Linked DNA regions of Sus scrofa: region 1 is linked to region 2. A link is a contact called in public Hi-C data. All regions are on one chromosome and are shown on one strand. The core of a region is the stretch at or near the end of the contact, and the rest is flanking DNA. Distances in the headings are between cores, read along the strand shown. Region 1 has its middle 27 kb from the start of RPUSD4. Region 2 has its middle 21 kb from the start of DDX25.

What was found. Hi-C and Micro-C count contacts between places; a contact is called where the count stands out from the background.
Region 1: a Hi-C map of omental adipose tissue shows a contact between it and region 2, with 2.3 times the contacts expected there. The contact joins two enhancer-like sites. A contact is called at or near these places in 3 of 5 promoter capture datasets (fetal liver, fetal skeletal muscle and liver), 31 of 47 Hi-C or Micro-C datasets (adipose tissue, alveolar macrophages, blood and 17 more) and 1 of 2 datasets of contacts at active chromatin or transcription factors (skeletal muscle).

Annotation. Positions count from the first base shown.
Region 1 is chr9:53,278,596-53,284,810 of Sscrofa11.1, reverse strand. No RefSeq gene overlaps it. Among named protein-coding and RNA genes, the nearest start is that of RPUSD4, 27 kb to the left of the region's middle. Within about 2 kb of position 2,125, at least 11 of the 83 cell types and tissues checked have an H3K27ac peak or open chromatin away from gene starts, as enhancers often do. A contact at or near this core is called in adipose tissue and omental adipose tissue, where this site is marked.
Region 2 is chr9:53,047,432-53,053,423 of Sscrofa11.1, reverse strand. No RefSeq gene overlaps it. Among named protein-coding and RNA genes, the nearest start is that of DDX25, 21 kb to the right of the region's middle. Within about 2 kb of position 1,388, at least 9 of the 83 cell types and tissues checked have an H3K27ac peak or open chromatin away from gene starts, as enhancers often do. A contact at or near this core is called in adipose tissue and omental adipose tissue, where this site is marked.

The DNA.
Region 1 (6,215 bases), core at 876-3,375, 230 kb before region 2:
CCACTTATGGCTGCAGAGTTGGCCACGCAGGAAGCCAGGCAACCTGGTTCCCAATTATTGGCATGAGCAAGTGGCAGCAGCAGAATGTGGGGTAGCGTCCTCCCCAGGAAGCCACACAGGACAGGTAGGAGGGGGGCCGGGGGAAGGCAGAAGGGTCCCAGAGGGGAAAGGGCTAGGCGGGGCTCTGAGCTGGGTTTCCAGGCTGTGATCAGAGCGCCAGGCTGTGGTCAGAGTGCTGCTCGCTAGGGAGTTGTGGCCAACCAACACCACACCGAAGAGGGAGCAGTGAGTAAACAGACCGGGGAGTGGAATTGGCCCTATTGGCCCTGGGGGGATGGGCTGTGTGGATCTACTCCTCCCCGCAACCATGGGACTGCCAGAGAGCAAGAGGAGGTGTAAAGAGGCTTCCAGACACACTTCCCCACCCTCCTACCTCCAGTTAGCCTGAGTGAGAGCAGTGATTCCTTTCTGTTGCCTGGACCCTTGGGAGAATCTGATGAAAGCTGCAGGAAAATGCACAAGTGCCTTCCTATATACCATTTTGCAATTTTAGGGGATTCATGGACCCCAAGTTAAAAATCTCTATTCTAGGAAATGGTGTGCTCCCCCCACCCTCTAACAGCTTTATTGAGAATTCACAATACCTTAAAGTCCACCCAAAGTGTCCAATTCAATGGTTTTTAGTATATCCAATTAATTTTAGAATATTTTCAGCACTGGGAAAAGAAAGCCCTGACACTCGGCAGTCATCAATCCCAATTTCCCTCTTCTCCCCAGACCTAGACAATCACTAATCTAGGTTCTGTCTCTGTAGATTGGATATTTCATATAAATGGAATCATATAATATGTGGTCCCTTTTGACTGGTTTCTTTCACTTAGCATCATGTTTTTTCAGGTTCATTCTGTTTTACATTTTTAAAATTGCTAAATAATACTCCATTGCATAGATATACCAAATTTTGTTTATTTGTTTTTCAGTTGATAGACATTTGGGATATTTCCTTTTTTTTTTTTTTTTTTTGCCACTCCTGCAGCATGGAGAAGTTCCTGGGCCAGGGATTGCCATAGCAGCAACCTGAGCCACTGCAGTGAAACCTCAAGATCCTTAACCTGCTATACCACAGGGGAATCCCACGTTTTGCTTTTTATGACCAATGCTTCTCTGAATACTTGTGGACATATTGCATGGACATGTGTTTTCATTTTTCTTAGGTGTATACCCAGGAGTGGAATTGCTGAGTCATATACGTTTTGCCTTTGAGGAACCCGCAGTTTTTCAAAGCGGCTGTACCATTTTATATTCCTGCCAGAAGTGTATGATGGTTCCAATTTCTCCACCTCCTCACCAACACTTCTTATTATTTGTCTTTTTGATTCTAGACATCCTAGTGGCTGCAGAGTGCTCTCATTGTGTGTGTGTTTTATTTTTAAGGCCGCACTTGTGGCATATGGAAATTCCCAGGCTAGGGGTCAAATTGGAGCTGCTGACCTATGCCACAGCCACAGCCACGCCAGATCCGAGCCCCATCTGCGACCTACACCACTTTGCTCAGCTGAGGATTGAATCTGCATCCCTGCCATTGCACCTTCTTTATCTAAAGCTTTCACTGGTCTTCACCTTGACCTAGAGGCCCGAGGAAAACAACAGGATGGTTTTGAAGGGACATCTCACTAATTTCCCTGGGTTCTCCATTCTCTTAGGAAGAAGAAGAGTAGAAATTGAGGGGGTGAGAGATGTCAGCTGTTGGGCTCTGAGATTCTGGTTAAATTGGTAAGCTTGCCAGTTTTCTTCCTCAGAAATTAGAATTAGATGGAAGAAACCTTAGAACTACAGAAGCTGAACAATCTCATTGCATAGATAAAGAAACCAAGGCCCAGAGAGGTGAACAGTCTCACCCGGGGTCACACAGTCAGCTGGTACAGGCTGACCTAAAACCCAATGCTCTTTTCATATCACTTCCATGTGTCCCTACCCCCTGAATAGGGTAGGTTATAGCCATGAGAGCCAGGACATTTTATTGCTGTGGATGTGACCATAGCCAGAGGGACTTCCCATACTCGGGTGAAGCTGGCTGGGAACAAATATGGGAGTGCCTGGGATGGGAGGCGTCTCCCTACCCTCCCTGGAGGCGGTGAGTGCTGGGAGCCCAGCAGCACGAGGCATCTTGTTCTTATTTTCTTGGCTGGGCGGTCCTGGCAACAGCTCTTTGTTTCCTGTAAGAGAATGAGTTTTCATCTCTGAGCTTAGCCTCTCTTAAGATGGGGTGGGCGTTGGGACAGAAAAACAGAATCCCCCAAAGTAGAGTCCCTTCTCCTGCCCTGGGGCACTCTGCCGGGCTGGCAGTAGCAGTTGAAAGCAAGGGAGCCCTGTCTGGGTGCGATCTGGGCAGAGATCCGAGAGGCTGGAGGCAGAGACAGAGCAGGCTGCTCCTCTAAGGCGTTTGTCCAGCCTGGGCTCATACTAGAGAGCCCAGGTCTCTCCTCTTCCATTCAAGACTAGCTGGAAGCTAAAATCATTTCCCATCCCAGCCATGCCCCATATTGGATCTCATTTCAGATAACCTCTTCTGGGGGGCCTCTTTGATCCCTCAAGTCTGGATTAGAGGCTCTCCTGGGCCTGTGTACCCATCAGGCCCTGTGCTGCCCCCATTTCTAGTTTTGTTCACTAGTGCAGTTGCCTGCTTGCCTGTCTGCATCCGCCCAGTGCCCAGACCGTGATGGGGCGGCATCCTGTAAGCAAATGACATTGGCGGGATTTGGGAGGGAGATGTGGATCCCGCTCTGGTTACAGCTGAGGCCAGAAGCCTCATTTGGTCCCATGAGGCCCCAGGAGCTGGGATGGTCCTTTGGAAGAAGCCCAGAGGTGGCCTTTGTTTCCCACAGCAGGCCACTCCCTAGGGGGATGTCAGACCTTGGGCGAGGCAGCTGCCAGTGAGGGACGGGGCATGACCGCAACCACTAGCTCTGGCATTCCCAGTACCTGGGGGATGAGTCTGTTGTCCTTGAAGAGGGGACCTGAGCCAAGCCCCACTGTATCACCTTGAAGATAGAAACTTTTTTTTTTTTTCTTTTATGGCTGTCCCTGTGGCGTATGGAAGTTCCCGGGCCAGAAATTGAATTAGAGCCAGAGCTATGCAACACTGGATCCTTAACCCACTGTGCCAGGACCAGGCTGGGATGGAACTGGCACCTGCACAGAGACAAGCTGGATCATTACCCACTGTGCCACAGTGGAAACTCCCAAGATGGAGACTTTTTGATTGCCATGGTAACATATAGCACATTGCCTGACACTTAAGAGGCATTTCATAACTACTTGAAAGGGTCAATGAAACATAGTATTTTAGGGGCTTTTTCTTCTCTGGCAAAAAATGCCAGGTCCTTCAAACATTTCTCATGTGACATGGTTTTCAGTGCTTGCCCTGTTCTAGCTTCTGTCACCTTGAGTCTATCTCTCTTAAAATGAGACACTCAGAACTTTCAGCAGTTCTCCAGGGAGGTTTGACACAAAAAGGTAAGCTGCGTTGTCACATTGCCAGGTCCAGATGCTACTTTTCTAGAATGCAGCTGCAGAAAACTCAGCCTCCTGTTGTGTCTCTAACTTACCAGAATCCAGAATTTTTTCTTCCCAAATATGTTTTGCTGGCTTCCCTGTCTTACCCTTATAAAGCTGTGTGTGCCTGAGTGTGTGTGTGTGTGTGTGTGTGTGTGAAAGGGAGGGAGGGAGAGAGAGATTAAGAGCAGGACCTTGCCTTTATTCTTCTTCTTATTATTATTTTTTGTCTTTTTAGGGCCATACCCGGGGCTTATGGAGGTTCCCAGGCTAAGGGTCGAATTGAAACTACAGCTTCCAGCTTACACCACAGCCATAGCAATGCAGGATCCGAGCTGCTTCTGCATCCTACACCATAGGTCATGGCAACACCAGATCCTTAACCCACTGGGCGAGGTCAGGGATCAAACCTGCATCCTCATGGATATTAGTCACATTCGTTTCCACTGAGCCACCACAGGAACTCCGTATTCTTAATTAAATTTTGTCTTGACTGAAATGCGCTATAGGTCCAACCTATTGAGATTTGGAATTTTTTTTTGACCAAGAAGTTTTCAGTTGCTTTCAGGCTTATTTCTGTCTGACTTTTTATCTAAAATGGCCATACATACTGTCTACCCAGCATATGCCAGGAGGAATCTAATCACTCTACATGGATTTTTTTTATCCCCTTTAATATTCACAACAACCTATGAGATAAATACTTTTTATTGGCTTCATTTATAGCTAAAGAAACAGGATTAGAGAGATAATTCAGTTCCCCAGGGTTACAAGAGTTGACGGATTGTGGGGCAGGACTGTGAGCCCATCTCTCTGACTCCACCACATGCTCTTGAGCACCACAGTATAGAACCCCTATGTTTGGAGTTCCCTCTGTGGCTCAGTGGTAACAAACGTGACTGGATATCCATGAGAATGTGCCTTAGGGAGATGGGGGTGTCACTGGCCTGAGAATAAAGCATCCTGGGAGTTACCACCTAAACTCCACGTCTGCATGTGGCTCTTCTCTGATCAAAGCATCAAAATGAGGCCAGGCCTCCTGGGTCCTCCTTGCATCCCATCGGAGCTGTGTCAATTCCCCAACCAAAAGGAACAAAAGAAGCCAGAAAATGATTATGTACTTAATAGAGGAAGTTAAGACTCTTCCTTACCTCCATATTGCTTTCAGGGTCAATTAGTGTTGACTGTTTGCTATGTGACAGACACTCTGTTGAATGTCATCTCGTTAATCCTTATGGCTCCATCCTAGATAGAACAAGGATCACCAGCTCCCTCTTGCAGATGAGAATACTGAAGCCCAGGAAAGTTACATGGACCTGCTTCTAGGCCTCCCATCTTTGCTGGATCCTGCACTCCCTCTGCTGCCAGCTCCACAAAGGCATTCTGTACAACCCGAGCCTTGGGGCCACTGGGTGTGGAACCTCATTCGACGAGGGTGAGACAGAGAAGCAGGCACATAACTGATTTGGGGAGCTGGCAGTTTCCTTCCTCAGTCATGTGAAAATTTTCCAAATATGGGGAGCCATCTGTTGATGATGTGAGAATTGGGCAACTTCCACTCCCATCATTAGCTTGGCAGCAATGGAAAGTGAGTCCAGAAAGAGCCCTTGTGTATCATAAAGGAAATTTAAGCCGTATGTTTCTCATTCATTTACTCTTAAGTCATCAAAATGTTGGTTTTAAAGAGGCTTTTGATGTCCAACTCGCTTTCTGCTTTTTTATGGCGGAGAGAGGAAGTCACGATTCTTTAGCTGTAAATTGCCCAGTTTGGGGAAAGCTGGAGATGATCCAGTGCCTCAAATACCAAAGAATGGAGGAAGCTCTGGGCAGGGGGCTACTTCAGGAACCCAGACAGGGATACGCATTCACGCTCCCCCCACCCCAAAACATACCAGGTAAGCAAATCACGACCCTCTTCCATAGGTATTAGTGGGAAGCAGGAAGGCAGACATCTAAGTAAGTTGCTGCGCTCCTTCTCCCGTGCTGATTCTTCTGCACCGGCAAGGCCAGGAGGGAGGGAGTGCGGCTGAGAGGGTGTCAGTCACAGCCCAGGTTACCAGGCAGAGGATGCAATCCTGGTACTGGGATAGGAAACTTGTCTGTCTTCCTCTAGAGCTCCTGTTTTTTTTTTTTTTTTTTTTTTTTTCTTTTCTTTTTAGTGCTGCATCTGGAAGTTCCCAGGCTAGGGGTTGAGTTGGAGCTATAGTTGCTGGCCACAGCCACAGCCACAGCAACACCAGATCCGAGCCGCATCTGCAATCTACACCACAGCTCCTGGCAACGCTGGATCCTTAATCCCCTGAGCAAGGCCAGGGGTCGAACCCACATCCTCATGGATACTAGTCGGGTTTGTAAACCACTGAGCCACGAAGGAAACTCCTCGAGAACTCCTTTTTTTAACCTCTGCTGCCTCTCGTGGGAGAGGGGGCATTACATGGGCAGGGGGAAAGGGAGAGAAATCTCCAGGAGGAAACCACTGCTGAGAAGGCCCCCAGGAAGAAAGGGTGTGACACTTGTGAGGAACAGAGGGGCCAATGTGGGGAGCACAGGAGAGGGGCCCAAGGTGAGCCGGAGAGGCTGGCCAGGATCAGACCGTGAGGGCTTTGGTGCTGAGGCAAGGATGTGGTCCCTAATGCCAGGGCAGAGGGGACGCCCTGGAG
Region 2 (5,992 bases), core at 139-2,638:
TGGCTGTAGTGTACGCTGGCAGCTGTAGCTCCGATTCGCCCCCTAGCCTGGGAACCTCCATATGCCGAGGGTACGGCCCTAAAAAAGACAAAAGACCGAAAAAAAAAAAAAAAAGTTTAGATAGTGCCGATGAAGGGGAAGGGCAAAGAACAAGGATTCAGACAGGCCTGCAGTACAATCCCAGAACTGCTGCAGGATGGAAACCTCTACCTCTCACCTTCCGCATTTATCAAATGGCATCTTAAGTTTCCTTGGGAGTTTCCCAGAACTAGTGAGGATTGATTTACTCCCTCCCTTTCCCAGAAGGCAGGCACAACCCCCACCCTTAGGCTGCTTACAGTCTAGGCATCTAGGAGATATGCTCTGTCACCTTTAAATGTTAAGAAATTGTTAGGAGTTATTATAGTCCTGAGTCCCTCACCCCAAGACAGAAACCATCCCACACTCTGTCTGCAGCCCGGGCCTCTGGAAGGAGGAACAAACCCTAGCCTAGCGGAGAGTGGACCGCCTCTCCTGGATGGCAGGCCCAGATCCTGAGCCTCCAGCTTGCCAGCTTCCCTCTGCTCAGGGCTGTGGGGCACAGGCCTTCTCTTTGGGGCAGCTGTTTCTAATCACGTTGCCTCAGGTTAATAGCACAGGTGTTCCATGAATCCTGAGCCTGAATCCACATGAGAACGATAGACCTGGGCCTGATCCAGAAAAGCCACCCAAGACAGAATCCATATTCCTTTTTCAGGGGGAGCAAGGCCCTGTCTTTTTCTTTTTTTTTTTTTTTTTTTTTTTTAGGGCCGCTCTTGCAACATATAGAAGTTCCCAGGCTAAGGGTCAAATTGGAGCTGCAGTGGCTGGCCTACACCACAGTCACAACAATGCAGGAGCCGAGGCGCATCCGCAGCTTATACCGCATCTTGCAGAAACGGATCACTAACCCACTGAGCAAGACCAGGGATCAAACCCATATCCTCATGGATACAAGTCAGATTCTTTAGCACTGAACTACAATGGAAACTCCAAGGCCCTGTTTTAATGGGCCTGGTTTCATTAAGTGGTGGTAGGGCAGCAAGAAAGAAAAAACTATGACAAAATGACCAATATTCTTGTGACCATTGGCCTCTCCAGAGAAGGCCCCTTCAAGGAGCTCAGGCCAAACCAATTGGTGAGAGGCAGCCTTTTAAACGATCCCCTGTGTTCATGCTTTGGGCTGGGCCCTCCAGGCTCCAAGCGGGGTTTCCATCCTACCACCAATTCCACGGGTCTTTCTGCTCCCTGGCCTCCTCGTTTTAATGATCTCAGACAGACATAAAAACGGCTGAGCTCAGCACAAGCCATTGAGACAGGAACGTTGCCTCAGGGTCCCTGTGGACCCCAGCTGGGTACCACGCCACCCTCGGTTCCATTTTGACGGGATAAAGTGAACTCATTTATTCGGTTGTTTTAAGTGAGCTCACACTAGGCAGTGCCAGAGAACAGAGACATAAATCTTTCCCAGCACGCGGAGTCACTGCCAAACACCTTGGATAAAACTTTCTGCCTGTTCGAGACAGTTTCCACCCACCCCCCACCCCAAAAAAGGAGGAGGGAAAAAGTACTAAAAATCGAAGGGAGTCAGGGGAGGGTGTTAGCAGATTCTGGGAATGACAAACTTGTCAACGCTTTGGCCTAATAAAAATTCTTCCAGTAAGAAAGGCAAACTTTTAACTCAGAGATTTTTCTGAGCGCTTTTGGGGGATGGGGGAGGGAGGGGGAGGGCATCCTGATCACCTGGCCTGGCTGTGGTTAACCCCAAAGGGGAACCAGGGATTTTTCTACATCCATAAAGGCTGCATCTGCATGAGAGGTGGGCGGTTTGTCACACTTGACTCTCTGGGCTCTGGCTACACCTCAAATGCTTCTAAACTAGAGCAAACTCATGCAGGCTGTTGGAAAAGATTTTGAAAACCTCCCAGCCAGAGAGAAATCTTACCTCAGGAGTGCAGTCACTCAGGGAAGGGGACAACGAGCGCTGTGGCCCAGCCAGCCCTGTGTGGCTGCGGGACCAAGAACTGCTTTTGTTTTTCCTTCACTGAGAGAGTTCTTTAGAGTGTGGATTCTTTGCAAATACTCAAAAGCGGCAACCATGTAGAAGAAAGTCACTCTCAATCTCACCATCCCTATAATGTGTCAAATGGTTTTATTTCCAAGTTTCTTGTCTCCCACATACTTTTAAAGCATAATTGTGACCAGGACTCCAGGCACTGCCCCCCTCACCCCCACCTTCTACTTCCCCTTCTTTTTAGGTCAAGAAGTTCCACCAGATCTGTGTTCTAGAACTTCGCTACACAAATGTGCTCTTCAGACTAAGGGCATCACTGCCACCCAGATCTATGACTAAGAGCCACAGCTTTGCACGCTCCCTGGTGGTTTCTGTTCACATTCGAGCCTCTGAGAGGGTGTTCTGAACAGATGGACCAGGACAAAACTCTTCTGTGAACTGGGGCAACACAAAATTCCTTCTTCTTTCTTCTTCCTGGAGGGATGGGACAGGGATGTGGGGAGGAGGCGCTGGGCTGGGTGCAGGATGAGTTAGGAAGGATCTCTGCTTTCCTGCACCCCACCTCCTCTGCCCCCACGAAGAGGGATTTCAAAGCTGGAAGGGACCTTGGGGATGAGGCCATGGCAGGAGGATGGCTTTGTCTGGCACAGAATGAGCTAGAAATACTCTAGGTGGGGCTAGAACCCAGGTCTCCGACCCCATGGGCCCATTGCTCGTTCCTCACCTGAATGTGCTCTGGCAGACAAGTAGGCAGGTGGGCATGTGTGGCCCAAGCCAAGCCAGAGACACCCAGAGAGACCCCTCACTCCCACCCCTCCACCTCGTGGTCACAGCCCCCTGGCCCAGGCTATCCATGCCCATTTCCTTGTGTCTTGGTTCCAAGTGCGCCTCCTGACTCTTTTGTGACAGGAAAGTACTACCATATGATTCAATACTGTAAAGAAATCAATTCTTCACAAATTAATGTATGGAGTGACTAAATTATTACTGCCACATGGATGCAGATAAAAATTCAGAGGGGTTTTTGGAAGTTGAGAAAATGGATCTAAAATTAATCTTAAAGAATAAAACCGGGAAGGATTATTTTTAAAAAATTAGAATTAAAATAGCCAAGAGGAGGATCAAGTTCTTAAATTAAAATATTATATAATGATAATATTTAAAATGGTAGCACTGGGACAAGAATGAGCTGGAATTAAGTAAGTACTCAGAATCCTATTCTATGTGTGTAGGTTGTAGAAGTTCAATATGATAAAGAAGATAGCAGAAGAAAATGGAAAAAGAAAGATTTCTCAAGACGTGGTATTGGAATTAGTCAATAGCTTTTTTTAAAAAAGGGAAAATGTAACCAACTTGATATACCTCACACTAGAATAAATTTCAGAATGAAAGTCAAATATCTCTGTTAAAGATAAAATCACAATAATTAATAATCAAGAGTAAAATTGAACGTTTCCTAGAGCAGAGCTAACATTCTAGAAACAGCAGACAAACCTACAAAATTATTGATATATTTCACTACAAAAAGTTAGGTAAATTTGTGTGTAAAAGCCATAGTACAGATAAAAAGGGCAAACTAGGAAATTAGATGTTCACTACGAAGTATCTTTATTTGGAAAAAATCAATTTGTCTGTATATTTCACAGAACGTCATAAGGATGATATTAAGATCTCATAAAAAGGGCAAAAGACACCACAGATGTTTTTCGAGCCATGAACCATACATCAAAAATAAATGAATTAATAAATAAAATAAAATTTCAACTTCATACTGAGAAAACTATAAACCAGAAAAAGTTACCAAGCAATTTTAAAAGGGAATCACTTGCTGGATAGGTGAGGTGAAATCAGTGGGGTAATATAAACTGGGGTAGTCATGGCCTTTGGAAGGAATTTGACACTACCTATCAAAAGCCATAAAAATGCTATTTTCTGACCTAATACTCAAACATAACATCTCTAAGGATAAATCAAAATATTGGGCAAGAAGATTTGCTGCAGCATTATCTTTAATGTTGAAAAATTGGACACCACATAAGTGTTCAGCCAGCATAGTAATATGCATTGTGTTTTATTCACATGATAGGATAATCTGGTCTATTATTATTATTATTATTATTGGTGTTTTTTTGTTTGTTTGTTTGTTTTTTTGTCTTTTTAGGGCCGCATGAAGGTTTCCAGACTAGGGATTTAATCGGAGCTGTAGCCGCCGGCCTACACCACAGCCACAGCAACGCCAGATCTGAGCCATGTCTGCAACATACACCACAGCTCACGGCAACGCCAGATCCCTGACCGCTGAGCGAGGCCAGGGATAGAACCCGCAACCTCATGGTTCCTAGTCAGATTCGTTTCTACTTTGACACAATGGGAACTCCTGGTCTATTATTATTATTATTATTATTATTATAATGTCTTTTTAGTGTTGCGCTCATGGCATATGGAGGTTCCCAGGCTAGGGGTCTAATTGGAGCTGCAGCCGCCAGCCTACACCACAGCCACAGCAATGCCAGATCCAAGCCACATCTATGACCTACACCACAGCTCATGGCTACACCAGATCCTTAACCCACTGAGTGAAGCCAGGGATGGAGCCTGTGTCCTCATGGATGCCAGTTGACTTCGTTAACCACTGAGCCACGATGGGAACTCCATGGTCTATTATTATTATTATTCCAAAGACCAGGTAGCAACATGAAAAAACCCTGGAATATTTCAAATAAGAGGACATGATAACATATATGCACTATGATTAACTACAAATAAACACATTAAGATAAAAAGGACTCTTTCAAGACAGTAAGTGCTAGGATGAAGCAATGAGATTTGTGATAATTTCCCCCTACCTCTTTTGTTTGCTGTTTTATGGCTTTTATTGTGTAAATAGTAAATTTAAAATGATCCACATTCTGCACAAGCTGATGAAGAAAAATGTAATGAGATGGCCACACAGGGAAGCCAATGAATCTGAAAGTTAGGACAGGGTGCAGTTAGTAGTTAACTGCTGCATTTTCTTTTCGTTAGTGGGAGAGAGTCTTCCTCTGGGCAAAGATCCCGTGGCTCATGTTCTTCTGTGGGTGGAGCTCGGCTGTGTGGGGTCCTGGAAACGTGCTGTTTTAGAAAGGCCGGAGACTCAGAGATCATTTTATCATATTTAACTTTCGGCTAATTCAAGAACCAGAACTACAGCATCCATCCCAAGTAAGGGTAATGGATGCTTCCAAATGATTGAATGTTCCCATGAGTGGGGAGCTCACCACCTTGCAGAGCAGCCTGTGCAGGCTCTGTCTTCTCAGCCATGCCTGAGGCTGCTGCACAGGCCACCCCTCCTACCTTCTCACAAAGCAGGGCTTCCTTCTCAATCGCTTCCTTCCAACTGGGATTTTCAGGTCACAAATTACAAAAAGGAACTGAGACTGGATCACCTTCCCAACAGAAGAAAAGCATTGAGCACAAAATGACTCTCCCCATTTATGACAAATGTATTGTAGAAATGGGAATGTAGAAACTCACAGCTATTCTAGTGACCAGAAAATAAATTACGGGAAAAGATGAATCCCCAAAGAAAAGTGCAATAGGCAGTTGTCTAGATCTATAAAGATTCTCATTTAGAAAATTCTTTCAGAAAATAGATAGTGGTGCTTCAACTCCACCTAAACTCTAAAATGATAGATTGTCAAGTATTATTTGGTAGACAGGGCATAATGTTTGTCCCTCACCCCAAAGTCCTATGTTGAAGCCCTAACCACTGCCCACTTCCCAACCATGTGATAGTATTTGGAGATGAGGCTTTGGGGTGGTAATTAGGCCATGAGGGGGAGGCCCCCACAGTGGGGCTTTGGCATTAGAGACACCAGATAGATGTGTAGGCCTGCCCTCCCTGCCACTTGGGGACACTGTGAGTGGGCAGAAAAGAGTCCTCACTTCACTAGATGCCATCCCTGCTGCACCCTGATTTTG